2 separate regions of the Mus musculus genome follow, and region 1 is linked to region 2. A link is a contact called in public ChIA-PET data. All regions are on one chromosome and are shown on one strand. Each heading gives the region's core, a stretch centred on a gene start, on an enhancer-like site or on the middle of the called end of the contact. The rest is flanking DNA. Distances are from core to core; before and after follow the strand shown. Region 1 has its middle 23 kb from the start of Gm31813. Region 2 has its middle 300 kb from the start of Gm31552.

Region 1 (5,649 bases), core at 2,964-5,463, 860 kb after region 2:
ACTTGACTAAAGAATTTGGGTGACTTTCAAAAACATCCAAGCAAGGCTGGCAAGGTGATTTGTTGTACAACAGCGCTTCCAATACCCAGAGCCCACGTGGCAGAAAGAGGCAGCAGAGGTCCCTTGACCTCTGCTCAGGTGCTCCAGCCAACAAGAGCCTCCCCACCCCCTGCTGTTCCAAACACACACTGAATAAAGAAATGTTAAGCAAAATAAAACAACTTTGCAGTTCTTAATGGAAGGAACAGCTTTCCTTTTTTCCCCATTATTAACCTTTTTAGTTACCCTACAAAATAGTAAGTTTCATTAAGCAGTTTCTTTCTTAAAACACAGCAGGAGTCATCTGAAAGATCCTAGCAGGAGTGGAGATGTAACACATGCTCTTTAACTTGTTTGGTTAAAATAAATTTCAGCTTCTAAAAATACTGTGTTCTTCCCCAGCTAGCTTCTTGCCATTTAAAATTTGACACAGTGCTTACCAAAGATGACTCAAAATTCAGTTATTCTTATTTCCTGCATTCTTGATTTCCATACAGAGCTGCAGAATCTTTCCAAGGAAAAAAAAGTGGACCTTCCACCCACTCCTACTTTCCCCTGGTAAAACTGCCCTGGCTGCAGTTTACCTTCAAGGTAAACCAGGGAAATGACCCAGACACTGCCTTTCAGGGAGCAGGATTCCAACATGTGAGTAGTGGTAGCAGGTACTCCTGATTTTAAATAATGCCTCTCAAGAGGCCCAATGGCTAAGAGCTCCTGCTTTGCAAGAATGAAAACCTGAGATCAAATCTCCAACATGCAAGTAAAAAGCCAGGCATGGCTGGCTGCTCTCTTGTATACCCTCAGCTTTGCACGGTAGAGACAGGCAGATTCTGAAAGTTCATTGGCCAGGCAACTCCAACTAAATGCTAATCTTCTGGTTCAGTGGGAGACAGTGTCTCAAGGAACTGAAACCATCAGAGAAAGACATACTATACTCTTCTCTGGCCTCTGCATAAGGACACACACACACACACACACACACACGACAGAGAGTGAATAATGATTCTGGTATTGTGGCTATGTAACACCATTGCTTTTTTGCTGATTCTAGGGGAATAAGACTACTGGATGTGAAATGTGTTAAGATTTAAACAGGCAACATATGTAAATAAATTGACACAGATTAAGTCTTAAGGAATCCATAGTTAATAGTGTTTTCAAAACAATTAACGATGCTACTCAACCACAATGAGATCATATCCTGATAAGCCCCTCAGTAGATGAAAATATCACTTAACACCCATCACCTACTGGACAAACCAGCTAAGCAACCATGCTGGAGAGTATTGGTTGCTCACATTTGTGATCCCAGGCTGACCACAAACTGAGAGTACGGTGCCACTGCCCACTGTAAGTCATACCCCAAGAGGAAGATCAAAGCTCAACAACCCAAAAGAAATAAAAAAAAAATCACTAAAGCCAACCACTTTAGCTGTCAACATAAAATAGTTTCATTAGTTGGAAAGTAAAAAACAAAACAAAACAGAACAAAAACCTGGAGAATGAACCAAATTGGAGAACATTCTAGAAATCTCTCCAGAGTCTGCTTTTCCGATGTGTATGGAATCTGTGTTGGTTTTCGTTGTTGTTATTTGCCTTGGTTTTTAGTTTAGTGAGTATTACCTAGGCCTAGATGACCCTTCTAATTACATAGTTGAGGAGAACCAAGAACACTGATTCTTCTTCCTCTACCTCCAAAATTAGAGGATCACAAGAATGTGTTACAGTTCCTTACTTACATGGTGCCGAGACAGATGCCAGCGCTTCGTGAATGCAAAGCAAGCACTCTACAACTGAGTTATATGCCCCGTCCCAGCACTTAAGTTACTGAGGCAGCATATAAGGCCTCTCCAAAGATTCCAAGAGTGGTGTAGAAACCTCTGAGGGTTTTTGTCCTATCCACAGCTAGACAACTAGACACTCTGCTCATCACCCAGGGTATCAGCTTGGAAGCCTGGGTCTGGATTAACTTTTATGAGCCCTACTGTTGATCCTACTGGGAGAGAATAGGACCATTATCCCAATTTTTGAGCCAAAATTAAAGTAAGTTTTATTAAATGCTGGCCAAGACTATGGACTCTACCCAGATCCATACTCAGGATTCCCAGAAAACGGCCTCACACTGTGCTAATCTGGTGATTATAAAGGCACAACCTACAAGGCTGTGTATTTGCTGCCTTGGGGGTAAGCATACATCCTGCCTATGTACTTCCTGGTCCATGTGATTAAGGACATCCTGAGAAGTTGAAGCAACCAACCTTGTTTACAGAAGTGAAAACATTTTCATGGCTTGTTATCTTGCATGAATAGTAGCCCCCAGAATCCAGGAAGTTATCTGTCCGTGGGCAGAGAAAGTTATCTGCATTATAGGTTAGAGACATTTTTGTTTTATAGATCCCTTCAGCACAGGAATTAAAACTTAAAATATAACTTTAGCCCTCACAGTTGGAGTATATCATTTACCAAGCTGTAAAGGGCAATTAGGTTGTCTGATTTCACAAGACCAGGTTCACCGGATGGTGTCCAGCTTCCCCTGGTGAATGAGTGACCAGAACGAAAGCACTCTTCACCTCTGCTGAACTTGGATCCTTGAAGGTGGGGCTGACTAGAGTTACCAGGCTGTACAATGCTGTCTGGCCACATCTTGGAGCTGGGCACATTTCTCGTCCTCCCCTCAGGGAGGGGTTTATAGTACAGGCAGTTTTTTCAAAGAGGAACATTTCCTTAAACAGGACACCTTAGGCTTATCTGTTGTAGGAGAACAATTAACACAAGCTTTGTGAAGATCTGCAATTGAGAAAACACTGAGTTCCAAGCCAAGTCCAGTCACTTACACTGGCAGAGTCCATTCTCAGAGTCATCAGAGGTACGGGGTGTTCTCTAGGACTTGGTCCTGGTCCTGAGTTAGCACAGAGGCAAATAGTCCTTGCCTAAGAGTTGATGTTCCAGGAAAAAGTAGATGTGTGGTTGCCAGGATGACTATCTCCAACTCAGCTGGGTTTATTTTCGTCTGCCATTTTAAGAAGATGTTGGCTCAGGGGACAGACACATTCTGTACCAAGCCAACAGGTACCCTGCCAAAAATTCTGTGTCAAAAGCTGATGATGAGGGCTGAGGGATGTATGTCAGTTGGCAGAGTACTTGTCGAATGAGCACAAAGACCTAGGATCAATCCCCAGCACTGTGTAAAGGGATTGTGGTGGCACATATCTGCAAGGTCATCCTAAACTATATAGAAATATCAAAGGAAACCAGACAACTTGAGACCCTGATTTAAAACAAGGGAAAGGACTGAATAAAATAAATAGCCTCTGATATTTGGGCATTTAAATTTGTTGTTGTTGTATTTTTCCTGATTTCAGAACTCTTGCTGGAACAATCTCTACATTATGGTTGACTGTAGAAAGAGCTTCCAAGTTAGCGAGCTGAACCTCCTACAGATGAGGGTTAGAGGAGTAAGTATCTCCTCAGGAACTAATGCACGTGATTATGGGGCCTTACTAAATCTAAACTTCTCGGGTCAGCATCAGTCTTTAGTAAGACCTTCAGCTGACTAGACGGAACCCACCATGTCATAAAAAGTATTCTTGCTGCACAAAGAATCCATTGGTTTTCATGTTAATCTCACCCAAAGATGTTACAGAAACATCTAAAATAATGCTTGACTGAATATGCAGCCCCATAGCCCAGCCAAGTTGAGATGCAGAATGACTCACGCTGGTTTCTAAACACCTGCCAGTCTCCTACAGCCTCTGACACCATTAACCACAAAGGGGAGGGGGGGGGGAGGTTTTCTCTTTCCCTTACCCATCTCACTGTTAGTCTAGACTCACTACCAAAACCAGACATGAATATTGGGCTCTTACTGTGAAAGCAGAAGGTGCAGAGAAAGTTCCCTTCACACAGTTGATCAATAGCATTAGAAGTAACAAGAAATGAGAAAATTCACATGGTCCAAGTCGTCAGGCTCCTAACACACACAGCATGCTCTGCTCGGGGCCTTCCCTAGCCTACACACTTGCCTGGAAGGCAACAACTCCTTTTCAGTTCCTTGAGCTGTGGCTTTTCTTCCCCAAATCTTCTCTCATGTTCCTTTCCTCCAGGGAGGGTGGTTGTGACATCTGCACACAGAGACGCCGTGGGAGGCAACAGCTTCGTCCGTTGGAGTTTAAAGTCTAACGCAAACCCTGAGCCGTTATCTCACTATCCACTGTTACATAAGGAAACAGTCTTGACTGACACCCCTTTCTGTGGTCATGAGTTGTTTCCTCATTGCTCTTCCCTCAGCAGTCTCACCTTTAACCCAGGAAGTGAGGAGAACATGTTTCTGCCATGTGTATGTACCTTAGGCCTGAATAAAGCAGGGCTTTCATTATTTTAGATTGAACTAAAGAAGATTTAGCTACCTTGAAAAGCAACACTCACAAGGGGTTTCCACTAATAGCGATCCTCATCTCACTGTGAATGGGTATATAGTCATGCATGGTGTCTTGAGGACTCCTTTGATAGAATGATATAATCGACAGAACATGTAGACCCTGAGGCACTATGTGGAGCACACATCAGCAGGAGTACACACCTAGCTTGTTTCCAGTATTCAGTTTCTTACTCTCCCAGGCTGCACCTTCACTATGATGATAAGCACACTTCCCACCCACATGTGAAGGCCCTGATCCATGGCACCTGTGGAGACAGCCACAGACCATCACTCTTCTTCACAGCCCATAGCCGTGCCAGGAAGTCCGAGTTGAAATCTGTTCTCAAATGTTCTCATCCGTTCCATGGAATCATGTATTTCTGGTAAACATCTCTTCTTCTACTTAGACCAAGCCAGTGAGGGACTCAGCCAACACAGAAAGAAGAGCAGAAGGAGAATACAGACAACCCTCCCATTCTCAACGGTCAGCATTCAAGGCCCAGTGACATCTTGGCTCTTCCTGGATCTCATTTGTCAGTGCTTCCTGGAAGTCTATACAGTAAAACAAAGTGTGCATGTCTGCAGTGTCCGTCCAATAAATGCCATCTCTATATAGGTTGGTTAGTAATAGGTTTCTAACACCTGAGAAAACAGGAGGAGAGAGGGAGGCAAATCCTGGAAATTATATTATGAGGCATTCTTTGGTGCTTAGATTATGTGCAGAGAGTTAAATGAGATCATTAACATAAAATTTGTCATTTGTAAAGTGAAATTCATAGCTATGATTCTGTAGACATCTTTAACTAGGAGTAAAAATGATTCCTTAAAGACTAACAGATTTGTCATGCTTTATCATTTTCTTATTTTTATAAAAAATATTCCAAGACTGAGTCTCATATATTCCAAGTCTGGCCTCAAACTTACTGTGAGGCTCAAACTTACTGTGAGGCTGAGGATGGCATGGCCTTCTTACCTCTACCTTACAAGAGTTGGAATTACAGGCATACAACACCACTTCCTACAATGCTGGCACTGAAGCCAGGGTTGCACGCTATGCAGACAAACACTCAACCAACTAAGCTACATATCCATTCTCTTCACAATACATTATCTCTATCGCTGGTTCCCAAGGGTCTCAGATAATATAAATTAATCCTTAGATTCATGGGATCTTGAGTACAAAGCAACGTGTG
Region 2 (5,439 bases), core at 2,329-4,828:
TACAATGAATAAAAGAAAGCATCTTCAATAAATGGTGCTGGTCTAACTAACAGTTTGTATGTAGCAAAAAGATCCATATCTATCACCTTGTACAAAGCTCAAGTCCTAATGGACCAAATATCTCAATATAAAACCAGATACACCAAATTGAATAGAAGAAAAAGTGAGAAAGAGCCTCAAACTTGTTGGCTCAAAGGGAAATTTCCTGAAGAGAACACCAGTGGCTCAGGCTATAAAATCATCAAGTGATAAAGGACATCATGAAACTGAAAACTTCTGTAAGGCAATAAACAATGTCAATAGGAAAAATCAGTAACCTAGGGATTGGAGAAAACAATCTTCACTAACCCACATCCTACAGAGGACTAATATCCAAAATATATAAAGGACTCAAGAAATTAACTTCCAAAAGAACGAATAACCCAATTAAAAATGGGCTACAGAGCTAAACAGAGAATTTGCAACAGAAGAATTTGAATGACTGAGACATACTTAAAGAAATGTTTCAAGTCCTTAGTCATCAGAGAAATGAAATTCAAAAGGACCCTGATATTCAACCTCATACCAATCAGAATGGCTAAGATCAAAAACTCAAGTGACAGCACATGCTGATGAGTATGTGGATAAACAGGAACACTCCTCCATTGCTGATGAATTACAAACTGGTACAACCACTCTGGAAATCACTCTGGAGATTTCCAGGAAAATTGGAAATAGATCAATCTGAAGACCTAGCTATATCACTCTTGGGCATATACCCAAAGATGCCCCACCATGCCATAGGGGCATATGCTCTACTATGTTCATAGCAGCCTTATTTGTAATAGCCATAAGATGGAAACAACCCAGATGTCCCTCAACCAAAGAATGGGTACAGAAAATGTGGTGCATTTATACAATAAAATACAATTAAGCTATTGAAAACAAGGATATCATGCATTTTTCAGGAAAGTGAATGGAACTAGGAAATATTATTGTGAGTGAGGTAACTCAGACCCAAATGCACATGCATGGTATGTACTCATTGATATGTGACGATTAGTCAGAAAGTACATAATACCTAGGATACAACCCACAGACCATAAGAAGTGCAACACTGAAAGACTCAAGTGAGGATGCTTCAATCCCACTTAGAAGGGGGAAGGAAATAATCATGGGAGGCAGAGAGAGGAAGGGACCTGGGTGAAAGAGGGGAGGTGGAGAGGAAAGGGGAACAGGATCAGATATGGGGGTGGGGTGGGAGAGAAGCACAGAGGGTCAAGAAAATGAATGAAATTAAGAAGCCTCAGGGAGTGAGAGGTAACAGGACCCTCTAGAAAATACCAGAGAACTGTCAGGCAAAAGACTCTAAAGACTCAATGGGGGTAACTTTAGCAAGAATGTCCAACATTGGAGAGAAGGAATTCAAAGAGTCCACCTCAAGCAGATAGACAGGTCCTCAAGTTGAGGACTGGGTTACTAACCCACAATAAAATTTCTGACCCTGAATTGTTTCTGTCTGAAAGAACTGCAGGGACAAAAATAGAGAAGAGATAGTAGGAAAGGCGGTCCAATGACTGGCCCAACTTGGGATCCATCTCAGGGAAAGGCACCAAGGCCTGACACTGTTACTGATGCTATGATGTGCTTGCAGATGGAAGCCTGGCATGGCTGTTCTCTGAGAGGCACTACCAGTAGCTGACTGGGACAAAAGTGGGTATTTATACCCAACCTTTAGACTTAAGTCAGGGACCACTATGTCTGAATTAGGCACAGATTGAAGAAGCTGAAGGGGAGAGAAACCCCAAAGGAAGATCAGCAGTATCAACTAACCAAGACCCCAGGGAGCTCTCTAAGACTGAGCCTCCCACCAGAAGCATACACAGGCTGGCCCAAGGTCCCTGACATAAATATAGCAGAGGTCTACCTAGTCAGGCCTCAGTGGGGAAATATGTGCTTAATCCTTGAGATACTTAAGGCCTCAGGGAAGAAAGAGGTCTGGTGGGGGGGGGCACCCTTTCATAAGCAAGGGAGGAAGGAATAGAATGAGGAAATGTGGAAAGGAGCACCAACGTCGGGGGGCATGACTGGAATGTAGATAAATACAATAAATTTATAAAATATCAAAATATACACACATTCTTACATTGGCATACTATGTTACATATGAAATATAATCAGACAGGAACAAAGTGATTGCTCAATGATGACCACTGTCTGTTCTTCCAGATTCAATTCACAGTGTCCATATCATGGCTTACAACCACCTTTAAGTCCAGTTCCTAGGTCTCCAACCCTCTTTTCTGGTCTCTATGTGTTTGATACTCAGAAAACCATGCAAGCAAAATACCCATGCACGTGAAAATAAATTTTAAATTCTAAAAAGAAATAATAACTAACATTGAGTGAGTTCTAAAACTGGCCAAGGATGTTGATTAGAGTAAGCATTGGAAGTGGACACAGGAGAGGCCCCATCACCCTCATTTTCCGTTACACAGTCCTGCAGCCAGTGCTAATCAGATTGATTGTAGTTGAAAAGACAGAGGTCCACACTGCAAGACACCTCTATCAAGATTATTGGCGGATACTATGGACCAGGTCAGAGCTATGCCTACATTTCTGTGTTGTTCTCTGCTACAAAACTAAAGCCATTGTCTGCTGGGTACAGATACTAAGCTTTCATCTCTCAGTTATCAGTGAAGATACCTTACCGCTGGTTCAGGAGTTAAGAAAAGCCTCTCTCTCAGAGGACATAGTCAAGTACCCATCCTTTCTGCATTGGGCATAGAAACTTAACAGTTCTTCTGAGACAAAACATACTTACTGTTATTGTTCCTCACTCTTTGAAACTTACTCCCGAGTATAATGCTATACAAAAACAAACAAACAAACAAATGATTTGGAGGATGGGGTCAAACCATGAGTGTAAAACCTTCATGAAGAGATTAGTGTCCTTATAAAAGAGAACTCAGACAGGTCAGGACTGGTGTGAAAGCACAAAAAGAACATGGCCTTATAAAATCCAGGGTCAGGCATGAGATACTGAATCTTCTGGTGCTTTGAATTTAGACTTCCTAGACACTATGAAATTCATTTCTATTGTTTAGGGTTCATTTGATTCATGGTATTGTTTCATAAGCTGAATTGAACTAATATAGAAAGCAAGACATTATCATGAACCTATCACCCTACACTCGCAGATAAAAAAGACCTGTCATTCCTGGAGGACAATCGAGAAGTTGCAGACCACCTAGAAAGACAGAGTGATGCTCTCTTCAATGGGGAAAGAGCAAAGAGGTATAGAAAATGCTACCCCACAAGCCCAGCCACATAGACCAGGGTAAAGCTAATGAAAAAAAAAAAAAAAAAAACCAAGAAAGTTTCAGGAAGATGGGGCATGCAGCCCAGTGGTAGAACATTTGTCTATTATTTATGATGGGGCTTTGATCCTCAATACTGAGACAGAAATAGAAGTTAGTTCTTATGCATCTCTAAACTGAGCAACAAGCAATAACTGAAAAATGTTCAGCATTGATGCTGACAACTGGTAAGAGGGAACTCCCCAGCCACACAGTGAAACCAAGACTACACATGGGTGGTAAACAAAGGAAGTCATTCTGTTTCCCAGGAAGCATAATGTGCCCCAGTTCATGGGTGCTGACACCAAGGTGTGAAATCTGTACCACACTGAGAGCAACACTTCAAAGCTCAGGCTAACTACTGATCTCAGTAAATCTACTCTCTACACTAAGAACTTTACTATATAGGAGCAAAGTTCTTTCTTAAACCAAGATGGTATTTATCTCAAACTCTGTAGGTCTGTCCCACTCTGATTTAGTCATCTAATCAAACATGATAAAGACTCAAATGAAAGGGAACAACATGATGAACACTAATTGTCAATAATGTAGTCATAGGAACCAGATAGAAACAGGGACTGGACATTGAAGAAATAATATGAGACTTTTAAAAAGTTGTTGAAAACAGATTGGAAAGGCATGGTGAGGCATGTGTTTAATCTCAACACTGAGAAGGCACAAGCAAGTGCATCTCTGTAAGTTTGAGGCCATCTAGAGCTGCATAGGGAGATCCTGTTTTAAAAAGAAAGGAGAGATGTAGGGGAGAAAGAGAGAGAAGAGAAGAGAAGAGAAGAGAAGAGAAGAGAAGAGAAGAGAAGAGAAGAGAAGAGAAGAGAAGAGAAGAGAAGAGAAGAGAAGAGAAGAGAAGAGAAGAGACAATGTAACACATTCAGGAGCCACTGAAGGTTATATGGGTAGAATGATGCTGTACTTAATAGTCAGCTACATATGCAAAGTGAAAAGGAGTAGACATGGGAAATATTTCCTCATGGGGCTTCTCAGAAGATGAAATGTTACTGGGAAAATAGTTGGTTAATTACAAGTCAGGTACATTAAGAAAGAAGATGATGAGAAAAAGAGAAAGAAGAATGGAATAGAAAAGACAAATGGCCAAAGGATATGTCTAAAGGGGTAATGATTATGGAATTTTAGTAAAGAATTCACTAACAATTTTCTAGATGGTGAGACATACTTACTTGGGGATAAACCCAAAATAGAGTATGGAAATTCATGAAAGGAAAGCAGTATAACTAAAAAGAGATGTGTGCAAATCTACAATTATAGCTTAGTGACTTCATTTTTTTCTCAGAAACCAGAGATTGGTAGAAGATATGTGGGGTTACTATAGGCCTGAACAGCATACTTAATTCTCCTACTATCAAGGATAGCTTTGTGCCAACAGAATCTAGCCTTCCAAAGTGTATGATAACATTAGGAAGGACAGGCCACGTTCTGCCTTATAAAATTATTCTGAGTTTAAACAAACTGAAAACACACATAGTAAATAAGCTGACCACAACACGTCCAACCTGTTAGTCATAGCAAGATATTTAGAAAAGTCTCAGATATTTGAAAATGGAAACAATACCTAGTACATCAGAAAGGAAGCCTCAAGGAAAATTAGAAAATGTACTTAATTAAGTAAAAAGTAAAAACTACATTTACAAAATGTTTTAGATATACATTTAACATTGCATATAGCTAACAGCATAACATAAGCAAGCATTTTAGTTTATTTTAATCTTTTTCGATTTTAGTTATTTTGTGTGGGGATAACAGGGTATATCCATGCCATACCATGTATGTGTAAGTCAGAGGATAACATGAAAGAGTCAATTCTCTCTTTCTACTATCTGAGTTCAATGAGATTGTTTCAGGAAAGTCTAGATATTTTACATAAATCTCCAGAATGAAAAGGAGAGGCATACATTAAATACCGTAGGGACCAAAGGAGGGACAATAAAGACAAGACGAGAAGTAAATGAACCTCAGAATACAAAGGTAACATGAAGAATACAACCTATAACAGCTACTGAAAGGTAAATTAAACTCCAAAATATTTTATATTCATCCAAAACTATCAGCAGAGGGGAAAGAAAGG

What was found. ChIA-PET counts read pairs in DNA pulled down with a chosen protein or histone mark.
Region 1: an RNA polymerase II ChIA-PET map of memory CD8 T cells shows a contact between it and region 2, with 21 read pairs. The contact joins two enhancer-like sites. A contact is called at or near these places in 3 of 115 datasets of contacts at active chromatin or transcription factors (CD8 T cells, effector CD8 T cells and memory CD8 T cells).

Annotation. Positions count from the first base shown.
Region 1 is chr3:21,984,083-21,989,731 of GRCm38.p6, forward strand. No RefSeq gene overlaps it. Among named protein-coding and RNA genes, the nearest start is that of Gm31813, 23 kb to the left of the region's middle. Within about 2 kb of position 4,214, at least 152 of the 459 cell types and tissues checked have an H3K27ac peak or open chromatin away from gene starts, as enhancers often do. A contact at or near this core is called in effector CD8 T cells and memory CD8 T cells, where this site is marked.
Region 2 is chr3:21,122,788-21,128,226 of GRCm38.p6, forward strand. No RefSeq gene overlaps it. Among named protein-coding and RNA genes, the nearest start is that of Gm31552, 300 kb to the left of the region's middle. Within about 2 kb of position 3,579, at least 18 of the 459 cell types and tissues checked have an H3K27ac peak or open chromatin away from gene starts, as enhancers often do. A contact at or near this core is called in effector CD8 T cells and memory CD8 T cells, where this site is marked.